Regions from separate parts of the Mus musculus genome. Here all the other regions are linked to region 1. A link is a contact called in public HiChIP or PLAC-seq and promoter capture Hi-C data. All regions are on one chromosome and are shown on one strand. The core of a region is the stretch at or near the end of the contact, and the rest is flanking DNA. Distances in the headings are between cores, read along the strand shown.

Region 1 (3,746 bases), core at 788-3,287:
AAACATCAATGAGTGACAGATTTAGATAAGCATCTTGTGTTATCCTTTGTTTTTCTCTATGACTGCAAGAGAGGTCTACTGTAAGAGGGCAGGTCTTCAACACAACATTAGCAACTGCGTAGTTTTCTTACTGACATCTCTCTGTCATTAACTGGATTAGTAAAGGGGATGGCCATTCTGCATAATTGCCAACAGTGAAAACAAATGACTGTCATCACGGATTTCAGGATAAACAGAGTATTGTCATAGGATAAAGTATTACTCTAGACCTTACATGTATAATGGTGCTAAATGTAAGCAGGCAACTCAAAATGTGACACGCACGTACATGCTGTGCTCAGAACACACAAAACAATCACAGAAAGTCAAAATCTCACTGGAGGGAAACAGTGCACAATAGACACGCTCTAAATTAGATGACGATTGCGCAAAATGGGAATATATTAAAAATCAGTGAGTTTTAGATTTTCAAATGTTTACAGTATTTAAATTATGTGACTTCTCTCCATTTTTAAAATAATTGAAAGAAAACCAAATCATTTTAAAAAACATTAGTGTGGCTGGAGAAATGACTCAGCATGGAGAGTGCTTCCCGCTCTTCCAGAACTAACTTCAGTTCCCAGAACCCATATCAGGCGGCTCATGATGGTTTAAAACTCCAGCTCCAAGGGACCCATCGCCCTATTCTGACCCACACACATGCATACACTCACATAGGTGATTATATGAAGAGAACAGGAAGTACCCCCAGGAACTTCCTCAAATGAGGATGGAGATGCCCCCTACCTAACCACGTGGTCCACCCAGAACTCACCCAGCCGTGCACACACACTCTTATCTCATCAGACATGGGCAGGTAGGTGTTCCTTGAAAACTCTCTCTAGAGAAAGGTTTTGCCATCAACCAACCACGGCAGCTCACATCTGTAACCCTAACACTTGGAAGCCAAGGCAGGAGGATCATTGTAGGTTCCAGGCCAACCTGGGCTATACAATAAGATGCTACTTCAGATCTATACCCACTAAAGGAATCAGTTCATGATCTAGAATTTTTTAAAATTCATAATAAACCTGAACAGAAAATAAAGAGTGCAGAAAATAGCGAAAATGAATTTAACAAAATTTGTTTTGATGGAAGCATCCATATACCACAATAAATAGAGAGCCTACACAGAAATCTTCAAGATTCAGGTCACTACTCTGGGGCAGCCCTTTGCTTTTTCAAGAGTTGGTGGGAAGCTACAACCTGTCATAATACAAGAGAAGAAATAACAATCCTTGGATTTTCACTCTTACAAGCTCACTAGAGAAATCATACCCTAGTTCTTACCTAGAACTTCTTCATAATCGACCAAGTCAAACCACACGACAGCCACAGATGTCCAGACGCCGAGCAATGCAATGACCATGAACCATGTGAAAAAGGACCCTCCTGAAATCCCTCCTCTTCTCCCATTCTTGTGTCCTCCGTGCTTTGCCTCTGTGTGGAGAGAGAAAAATGGCATGTGTCATCACAGCGGAAGAAGATACTTGGCTGAACACCATTTTGACAGTAATTTGATAAATCATTTCAGAAACACGTTTTAACTAAATTCTCAAAGTGCACTCCATAAATTAATGACTCTGAACACGAGAAGCTTCTGCTTACTCAATCACCATGCTTAAATAATCTTAATTTTGAACACAAGCAAACTCCTGATTGGGTTACACTTTGGTTTTGCTTTTAAATAGAATTCCTCCCAAGTCCTTTGTCAAAAGAGTCTGCACGGCCACATGTCCTGCCTCTCGTGCTAATTAGCAGACACTGGTATGTCATCTGCCTTCCTGAAACTTCAGGTTCTTGCCTTCCTGTACCAAGGAAAATACTGGTCCCGTTTTGATATTTCTCACTGTTATCTTGTATTATCAAAAAATGTAAGTTTTCAACTAGCCAAAGCTGTTCAGTTTTCATTTTGCTACAGCATCCAAGTCTTTAGCAGGTGGCATGGACATGGGGACAGGCAATCTGTTTTGCCTTCCCCTTCTGTGGCTCTCCGTCCTACATGGCTCTCTAATCCCTGAATGGCTGTGCTGATCTTCCTGGTGCCTTACGGCTCTGCTGGCTCCTTTACTGGAAGCTGGCTTTTCCTGGTGCTGGTGAGTTGCTATTTTCTTATGGAGCGATATCTCTTGCCTACACGCAATCAGAAACCCACCCTAGAACCCTTGAAGTTCAGTGAGTATAAATTAAATGAAATCAAGAGGTGCCTATGGACCTTTTTCCATATCCTATTTACATTGTACACAGTCCTGAGTCATAACCGCCACAGAAGGAGACAATTCCCTCTAAAATTATGCAATATTGGGAAAGGTGAGAGAGAGGAGGTACAAAAACAGAAATCACAGACAAAAAGAAGCAATCCAGCCCAGTTCCATCTCCCTCCTCCAGGAGACCCAGTAGGGCGTGGGAAGGCAGGAAGCAGGCCTTGCCAACTGGACTCAATGCAGGAAACAGCTCTGTAAACTGCTGTTCACCAAGTGTCGTTTATCACGTTTGCTATGTTTTATGTGCCTTATAATCCTCCAGAAATATTCTTCTAATGGTCAAATAAACAGAAGTCACTGGTCATTACTAATAAAAAAAAGTCAATACTTTTTTATAAATTAGCATCATATTCACTTTTAAAAGAATGTTATATTCCACAATTATAAACAAATATACTTAGAAGGTTATATCATATCCCCAAAGGGCATCTGGGAAAAGGAAACCTTGCTCCATCTTACAGAAGGACAATGCCAGGTATGAGTGGCACTGTGGGCTCTTCCCACAGCACTGGCCCGAGCACTGCTACATACATGTGGCCCTCATGGCAACTTGCCCACATTTCTGCTAAAGGTATTTCTAGAGGCTTAAGCAGGACATTGTTCATTCTGTGCAACTGTTTCTCACGTGCCACAACATCCAACATGCTGAGTTTCCCCAGCCCAAAGGCAGAGGGGTCCCGGGATTATTCACCAGTATCCCTAAGCATCCCTTGCATGGGGCATTTCCTGCCTAGAAACCCCTGAATTCTCAAGGACAGGAATCCTCACCCTCATCGGCACTGCAAAGCTCAGGAAATGACCTCTGCGGTCCTAAGTCCTCAGCGTCTAAAGAGGGCTGACCTGCATGACTCGCATCTCCATCAGCTTTTACTCAGAACCCACCTTCTACCTCCACACATGCTACTAAAAGAACTAGCAGCTTCAGGCAATTAAATAATTCCAATGCATTACTCAGAAAGAGAACTGAAACTGTTTGTTAAAAGGATATTCTTTTCTTAGATTTATTTTATGCGTTATGAGTGTTTTGTGCACCATATGAGTGCTTGGTGCCTATAAAGGTCAGAAGAGGTCATCCGGAACTGGAGCTATGGCAGGTTGTAAGCTACTACGTGGGTGTGCCCAGGTCTTCTGCAAGAGCAACCTATGTTCTCACCAACTGAGCCAGTATTCCAATCCCAAGAATATTCACGTTTTAAATCCATTAGTAGATCACAACCTCAAGAGATCAAAAGACTAACTCAGTCTTAGTGTGTGTACACACTCAAACACATGTGTATACTTAAGTATATTCCTGTAACTACATTTATAAAATTATGGCTAAAGAAGATCTTTTATTGTTGGAGAACATGGTTTCTAATATTTTTAAAAGTCATAAATAATCACATTATAAAATTTAATAAATCATTAAAATAATACAAAATAAGCTATCTCTGGAATGTTTCA
Region 2 (3,746 bases), core at 691-3,190, 1.4 Mb after region 1:
TAAAGCAAAGATTCAAAGAATGGAAAGACTGATTGTCAAAAGAATACCAGAAACAAGTTTGGCAAAAGTCTACAGAAATTTGAGTATCCAGAGAATGGGTATGGTGCATACTCAGGCGTCTACAGCAAGAGACGGCGAGTCCACAATTTCATGATTTCAAGGGCAGCTTTTGAAAACATGTGAGAAGCTGTCTAGGACTATGATGGCTATCATATAGCTCAGTGGGGCAGATCTTGTCTAGCATCGCCAGGCTGTGAGCTCAGCCTCCAGCACCATAAAGAAAACAGCAACCAAACATGGCAGGTTGACAGCCAAAGCTTGTAAACTCAGTACTTGGTCAGAGTCAGGGGAACCTGAAACTCTTGGCAAACACAGAAGCAATTGCATTTCTCAGATTTGCTTCCCTAATCAGATCCAAGGTGATTTAGTTATTTTAGTTACACTCTAAAGCCCTTCAAAGCAGGCATTTGGCTGTGTACTTAAGAGCTGTTCTTCCAGAGGTGTGATTCCCAACATCACATTGGTTCACAACTGTTCCAGAAAATCTGATCGGTGGCACTAGGCATGCACACAGTTCATACACACAAGCAAAGCACGCATACACGTGAAATAAAAATAACACACAATAAAAACAACAAAACAAAACAAAAAAGACCCGACACTTGAGAGGCAGAGACCAGAAGGAGTTCCAGGCCAGCCTGGTCTACAGGGTCAACCACAGCTACATAAAAACCCTGTCTCAAAACAAACAAAAACCATACCGGATAACTGCTGTTAGCAGGGAGGGCAAAATGCAGGGGCGGTGTGGGTGGATGTAATTAAGCCATAGATTATTCATAGGGCTCAATTCCCATCAGGCCCAACCCCCACACATGTCTACAGAGGAAATCCCAGATGTCTTTCCTGACACCAGGTGAACAAAACACAAGTCATGAGGCTGTTCTTGTAAATCTCTGGCAAATCCCTTGTTCCCTTGAAATTATTAAACTTCATCTTAAAAATTGTATTTATTTTTATGTGTATGAGTGTTTGCGTACACATATGTCTATACACTGCTTACCTGGTGCTCAAGAAGGCCAGAAGAGAGCATTAGATCTCGTGTCGGGGCTGGGAATCAAACCTGAGCCTGTTCTCTTAACCGCTAACCCATTTCTCCAGCTCTTAATGCTCTAACTCTTAAACTCCCTTGATGGGAATCACAACTTGAAAGGAGAATTAAATAAGCTGCTTTGGACTTTACTTTTGTAAACAAAATTTTAGCTTTGAGGTTGCTTTGTAGTTAAATCTAAACCTCTGGCCAGTACCTCCTAAGAAGATGCGTCAAAAGTGAGTGTGCCAACTTTTGTGAGATGTGTTTATCCAAAGCACGCTGGGCAAGCACCCTACCAATGGACCTAAAAATGCGCAGGCCCCGTGAATTACTTTTAATAGTGCAGCACACAGAGCCCAAAGCCAGTTAACGGTGTTAAAGTCACTAGCTGTCCATGAATAAAAAGTGCTATGCATGCAAAGGTTGTAGGGTCCATTAACGTTAGGGTTCAGGCAGAGGATGTGCTGAGCCACGTGAACAGGCCTGCGGTCTCCTTCTCCAAGCACGGGCACAGAGCCCAGCAGAACGCAGGACCCGGAGGACGCAGCCCCAGGCTCGGGGTTCAGCGCTCTGCGTTCCACAGGCTCTGGGCTCTCGGGGATGTCCCCCGGGCGCGGCCACTCACCTCAGCAGCTCCAGGCAGTAGAGGTGGGAACCGGGGATGCCTGGCCCGCTGGCCGCCGCCACGCTGCGCCGGACCGCCGAGGGCCCCGGCAGGCGCCGCACACGTTCCCACGCATCCCGAGGCGGCTGGCGATGGAACAGGTTAGCCAAACCGAATGGCCTTGGGCCGCGGACAGAACCCAGCATGGAGGTCGCCATGACACCCGCTTCGGGTGCCCTCCGACCCTGAGGCCACGCCCCCCGGAAAGTGGCCACGCCCCCGGCAGATCTCTGCAACTCCGCAAAGGAAGGACGCCACTCAGACCAGAGCCAGGTGTCGCTATAATCCTGCACATTGGTGACTTGGTTGTCCTCTCCAGCGTCCACTCCCACAGAACCCCAGAACGCCAAAAGGGATGGGTGCCTGCTTTTTAAAGAAGCGACTGACGTTACATCCTGTCACCCCAGAGACCCCCATCCTCTCTTGATCCTCTTCAAGGGCGCTATTGACACTTGTAACCGCACTGCTGGAAGCTTGTTGTACCTGAATGCCCACTATTCACCCACACACATTCCCAGAGACCTCCCAGCATAGCCCTGAACAGGTACACTGATTAGCCACTCTACCTCCAAGAGAAAAACACAAAGATGCTTGAGAGATGCACCAGGTTATGCCTCCATTATCAACCACTAAGGATAAAGGGGAAGGAGAGGAAGGGGGAGAGAGACAGAGACAAAATTTAATTTCTTTCCTTTTGCTTTCTTTTCCTTTTCCTTTTCTTTTTGTTTGTTTTTTGTTTCTTTTGTTTTTCGAGACAGGGTTCCTCTGTGTAGCCCTGGCTGACCTGGAACTCACTTTGTAGACCAGGCTGGCCTCGAACTCAAAATCCGCATGCCTCTGCCTCCTGAGTGCTGGGATTAAAGGCGAGCGCCACCACGCCCGGCTCCTTTTTCTTTTTTAACAGTAACAATATATCATTTGCTGTTAGTTGTCTCTCACAACACTCTAAAAGCCCAAGAGCATGGAGTCATTTGTTTCCTGCTTTAACCCATTGACAGTCCCTCGATGTTGTAAAATCTGACTTGCCTCTGTCATCTGTAACGCCAGCACTAAGAAGGCTGAGACAGGAAGTGTTGAGTGTTCAAAGTCAGCCTACACTACACAGTGAGGTTGAAGCAAGACAAAAAGAGGAAGTTGTGAACCTGAGATAGAAAAGTAGCCTCTCAGCCAGGAATCAGGCCAAAGCCTTTTGCCTGTGGAGAATTTAGAATTCCAGTATAAGGCTAGAGAGATGGGTCAGTCAGTAAAATGGTAAGATAGTACCAGATGAGGTGAAGGAGCTCAGAAGACAAAAAGGAGGCTCAGAGGGGCAGGAGACAAAAGAGGGTAATGGGAGGCAAATGTTGAAATACATTATGTACATGCCATAATGTGCTAATTTAAATACTTAAATACAACAGTTTAAAATACAATAAAATGATACTATACTACAAATGATATGTTGTTACCAACTATTATTAATTGAATAGTCTATAGGTATAGTGGCATGCACATATAATGCCAGCATTTGAGAGTTAGGGGGAAAAAGATAAAGAATTCAAAGGATAGATGGGGAGATGGATCAGTGGTTAAGAACAATTGTTTGTACTCTAATGAAGGAGAGAAAGAGAGGGTGTAGACTTAGCGGGGAAGTGGGGGTGATCTCCAAGGAGGTAGGGGAGAGGAAACCACAACCAGAATATATTGTATGAAAAACCACTTTCAATTTTAAAAAAAGAAAAAAGAGCACTTTCAGAGGAGCCTAGCTATGTCAGCTCCCAGCATACACATCAGGTGGTTCACAACCACCTGTAATTCCAGCTCCAAGGAGGACCTTTTGCAAACTCTGGAATTTTGGTTTCTTTAAAAAAACAGAGAAATATTACACGGATGTACTTTTGTTTACATCCCAGATGTAAGGATGTGGGGCTGACACAGCAGCTGACTATGGTTTGCCTCGTGCTCTAGCAGAGTACGGTTTTGCCAGCTGCAAATAGTTTCTGTGATTGTGTG
Region 3 (3,746 bases), core at 437-2,936, 1.4 Mb after region 1:
ATTCCATCCCCATAATCACATGGTGAAGAGAAGAAACTCAGGAAATTTGTCTTCTGACCTCTCTGCGTGAGGTCTGGGGCTGCGTGCCTCCTCCTTCCCCACATAGTAGAATGATTTTAAAAAACTAAAGAGTAAAAAAGGAAAACCACCACGGCTGTTTACGGCTTCTGCATTGTTAAGAGTCTTTTCAGCCCATTTAACATAATTTTAAAGCCGCCTTTATTTTTTTAAGGGTATTTATTTACTAGGCTACTTCATGCTGTACACCAGTTTCATTTGGGGGCAGGGGCGATTATAAAGAGCTTTCCAAATAAGCAACTTAATACCATTCACCTCCCAATGCTCTCATGACCCATAGTGATTAAAAATAGCCTGGGTTAATTCTGATTTAACCTGGGTCCTCCCACCCCTTAAGCTATAAAGGTACAAAGATAGGGGCTCAAAACTCATGCACCTTTAAGGAACGAAAAGGAAAAAGAATAAAAAAAAAACTGAATCGTCAAAATCACCCTAATCTGTTTGTTGTGGTCCTGGGGTTGTTTGTTTCAGACTCAAGCTGTAGCCAAGGCTGGCCTTGAACTCGCGGCAATGCTTCTGCCCTAGCCCGCGGGAGTGCTCAGAAAACCGGCATGAGCCAACACACTGGGTTATTTCACTTAGTCTTAAGACAACACATGCCTTAACGTTTCAACTGAACGTTCAACTCTAAATGGTTCTTTAACGAGTCTCTTAGGCAACATATTAAAACATAACAAAGAAGGCATTTACCAGTTTAATGTACTTGGGAGTCTGAATTACTGCTTAGGTGTATGTAACCTGAATACTAGTCATTTCCACTGCACACTCACACAACTTACTGCTTTAATATTCGAGGACTATACAAGGCTACTCGAGCAACTTGGGGAACCAGCTCTTGGCCTTTAATAACATTAAAAAAAAAAAAAAACTAGGCAAAAGATCATAAAACTTAAAAAAAAAAAACCCTTCAAGTAGCGTGTAAGCTACCGCTCCTATCTGAGCCAATTGTACGGTGCCATTTTCATATAAAGTCATAAAATAAACTGCTGGAGTCAGAGCGTGCCCCTGACGCCCAGACCCTGCAAAGTTTTCAGACCGCACGATCTGGGGACCCGAGTCCTGCTGCCCCACAACTTCGGGGGCGACGCGAGGTCCAGTCCCCAGCCGCCGTCTATGGTCCCGGCCCTGGCCCTCCGGGCGGCGTCCCGCGGACGGGCGCGGCGGGACCCAGGCGGTTCCAGCCCGAGCGCCGGCCCGGAGGGGAGCCGCCCGAGCGCCCCGTTTCCCACAGACCCCAACATGGCGTCGGCCGCCGCCGCCCGCGCCAACCCCTCCCCGCGCCACGGCTGGCCCGGGCCCGCGGGGATAGGCGCCCGCAAAGTTTCGCTTCTCCCTCCCCAGCCCGCCGCCGCCCGGTGCGTCCCGACCCCCATGGCACCTACCCGACCCCGCGCGGGCGGCGGCGCCGAGGGTGCGAGTCCTCCTAGTCGCCGACTCCGGGCGCGGACTCCGCCTGCTCCCCGACCCCAGCCTCGCAGGGTTGCGTGGGGCCCCGCGAGGCCGGCGCGATCCGGACGCGGCGGGCGCAGCCGCTCGCAGGTGACTTCACCGCCCCTCCAGTCGAACCCGACAACGGCCGCTCCGGCTGGCTTCCCTCCTGCGCGCGCACCGGCGCGCCCCCGCCCAAGCGCCAAACACGGGCACGAGCACACCCGCCCTGCCCTTTCTTCCCGGCTCCCTCGCCCCGCCCATCGCCTTGCCCCGCCCCTCCATCCCCACGCGACCGCACGGGGGGCGGGCTCTTCAGCGGAGGCCACACCCACTCGGGGGCCTCCCCCGGCGGGGTTGGGGAACGCGCGCCTCTGCAGAGGTGACGCGCGTCTGAGCCAGCTGAGGCTGGACTGGGTCGCCTGACCTGACTTTCCTGACTCGGGCTAGCCTTCGGAAAGGGCTCTTAAGCAGTCCGCGAAGTTCTCTGGAAGAATGGGCGGAAGCTGCCTCCACGCCTCCCGCCCTAAGGAACAGGAAAGGCTTTGCTTCTCGCCACCCAACCGCGTCTGCCAACCCCGCCCGGCTCGGCCATTCAGCCGAACACCTGCTGTCGCTTTCTCCCAAGCCAGGGGTCTGCGCTTACCGCACCCATGACCCGCAGGCTCCTGTGTAACCTTATGCCGAAGAACTCCGCTCTTTTCAAAACTTCCCCTCGGCCAACTGCTTCGCGTACCTAGAACTCGGTGCTACCATGACGCTGGGTTAGAAGAGCGTTTACTAGGCGCTGCGGAGAGATAGCAGAGGCATCTAGGCTGGCTGGCTGGGAAAAGCACACCGTTTAAACAGGAAAGGGGTAGAAATTGGGTTATTATTAAAGTTTTATTCAGGAATTTTCTTTTTAGCCTCCTGTTGAGCAGTTCTCAACCTGCGGATCACAGGAGTCGCCTAAGACCATCGGAGAACATATTTTGCATTATGATTCATAACAGCAAAATTACAGTTATGAAGTAGTAACAAATAATTATATGGTGGAGACCACCGCAATAGGAGGAGCTATATTAAAGCATTAAGAAGATTGAGAGCTGCCGGGCGGTGTTGGACACGCCTTTAATCCCAGCACTTGGGAGGCAGAGGCAGGCGGAATCCTGAGTTCAAGGCCAGCCTGGTCTACAGAGAAACTCTGTCTCGAAAAACAAGAAGAAGAAGAGGAAGAGGAAGAAGAATGTCTGTGAAACAAATACAGTTGTTTTAAATTAGTATCCAGAACAAAACTGGCAAAGGAGATCAGTTGTCGTAATAGGGATAGTTACAGGATTTCAATCGTATACACACACAATCTTTATGTGTGCTAGACTAAGCACACTCTAAAATCTTTTTAAATTTTAAGATTAGGAACTGCTGTGTTTCTAGTGTCATCAATAAAAATGTTGCTCTTCGAATGCCTTTAATCCCAGCACTCGGGAGGCAGAGGCAGGCAGATTTCTGAGTTTGAGGCCAGCCTGGTCTACAGAGAGTTCCAGGACACCCAGGGCTATACAGAGAAATCCTGTCTCAAAAAAAAAAAAACAAAAAAAACAAAAAAAAAAAAAAACAAAAAAAAGTTGCCCTCCCTACAACACACTTGTTTAACTTAAAGTACAAAGATGCAAGCCAGACTGTCTACACTCAAAATCTTGGCTTTGCCACAAACTATGATACCTGCGTCCTTGGACATACTTAGTTACCCTTAGTTCCTTCGTGTGTAAAACTAGAATAATAAGAGTACTTCAAAGAGTCATTAGATGAATCAATATTTGTAACATGCCAAGCACAAGCTAAGAATAATGAATGATGAAAATTATTAAACATACATGTACAATGTGTACACACATATGTCTATTACAGTTTACCTTGTTATTAAATATTAAATAAGACATGCCAAATAATGATATAAATCTATGGAGTAATAAGTTTTCTACCTGCAGTCTGTGTATTCTCTTCCCTTCCTGGGATGTGTGCGCCCCAGTTTGGAAGCCATTTATTTAGACTCATACTGGCAAAACCACTAAGCAGGTGTATTGATTAAAATTTAAATTTAAGATCTGGTTCCTTACTGACACTGATCACGTGACTATAAAGACACTGGCACTATAAAACATCCCACCATCATAGAAAGTTCTGTAACATAGCAACCCATACAAAATGAGAAACCAAAGTCACTTAAAGACAGTTGGGCAGTTCTGACACAGCCTGTCACT

Evidence for each region. Promoter capture Hi-C pulls out the DNA fragments that hold promoters and counts their contacts. HiChIP or PLAC-seq counts read pairs in DNA pulled down with a chosen protein or histone mark.
Region 2: a promoter capture Hi-C map of hippocampal neurons shows a contact between it and region 1, with 2.5 times the contacts expected there. The contact joins the promoter of Ndufaf6 here to the enhancer-like site in region 1. A contact is called at or near these places in 6 of 39 promoter capture datasets (the 3T3-L1 cell line, cranial neural crest, hippocampal neurons and 2 more) and 1 of 115 datasets of contacts at active chromatin or transcription factors (stem cell-derived neural progenitor cells).
Region 3: an H3K27ac HiChIP or PLAC-seq map of embryonic stem cells shows a contact between it and region 1, with 2.5 times the contacts expected there. The contact joins the promoter of Plekhf2 here to the enhancer-like site in region 1. A contact is called at or near these places in 3 of 39 promoter capture datasets (cranial neural crest, hippocampal neurons and liver) and 2 of 115 datasets of contacts at active chromatin or transcription factors (embryonic stem cells and large pre-B cells).

The regions. Positions count from the first base shown.
Region 1 is chr4:9,637,869-9,641,614 of GRCm38.p6, forward strand. It overlaps Asph (aspartate-beta-hydroxylase), which reads right to left. Exons shown (of 24, transcript NM_023066.3): 2 at 1,330-1,479. Among named protein-coding and RNA genes, the nearest start is that of Asph, 29 kb to the right of the region's middle. Within about 2 kb of position 2,038, at least 28 of the 459 cell types and tissues checked have an H3K27ac peak or open chromatin away from gene starts, as enhancers often do. A contact at or near this core is called in hippocampal neurons, where this site is marked.
Region 2 is chr4:11,074,265-11,078,010 of GRCm38.p6, forward strand. It overlaps Ndufaf6 (NADH:ubiquinone oxidoreductase complex assembly factor 6), which reads right to left and starts at 1,941. Exons shown (of 9, transcript NM_001085493.2): 1 at 1,716-1,941. The coding sequence starts at 1,912.
Region 3 is chr4:11,005,933-11,009,678 of GRCm38.p6, forward strand. It overlaps Plekhf2 (pleckstrin homology domain containing, family F (with FYVE domain) member 2), which reads right to left and starts at 1,687. Exons shown (of 2, transcript NM_175175.4): 1 at 1,461-1,687.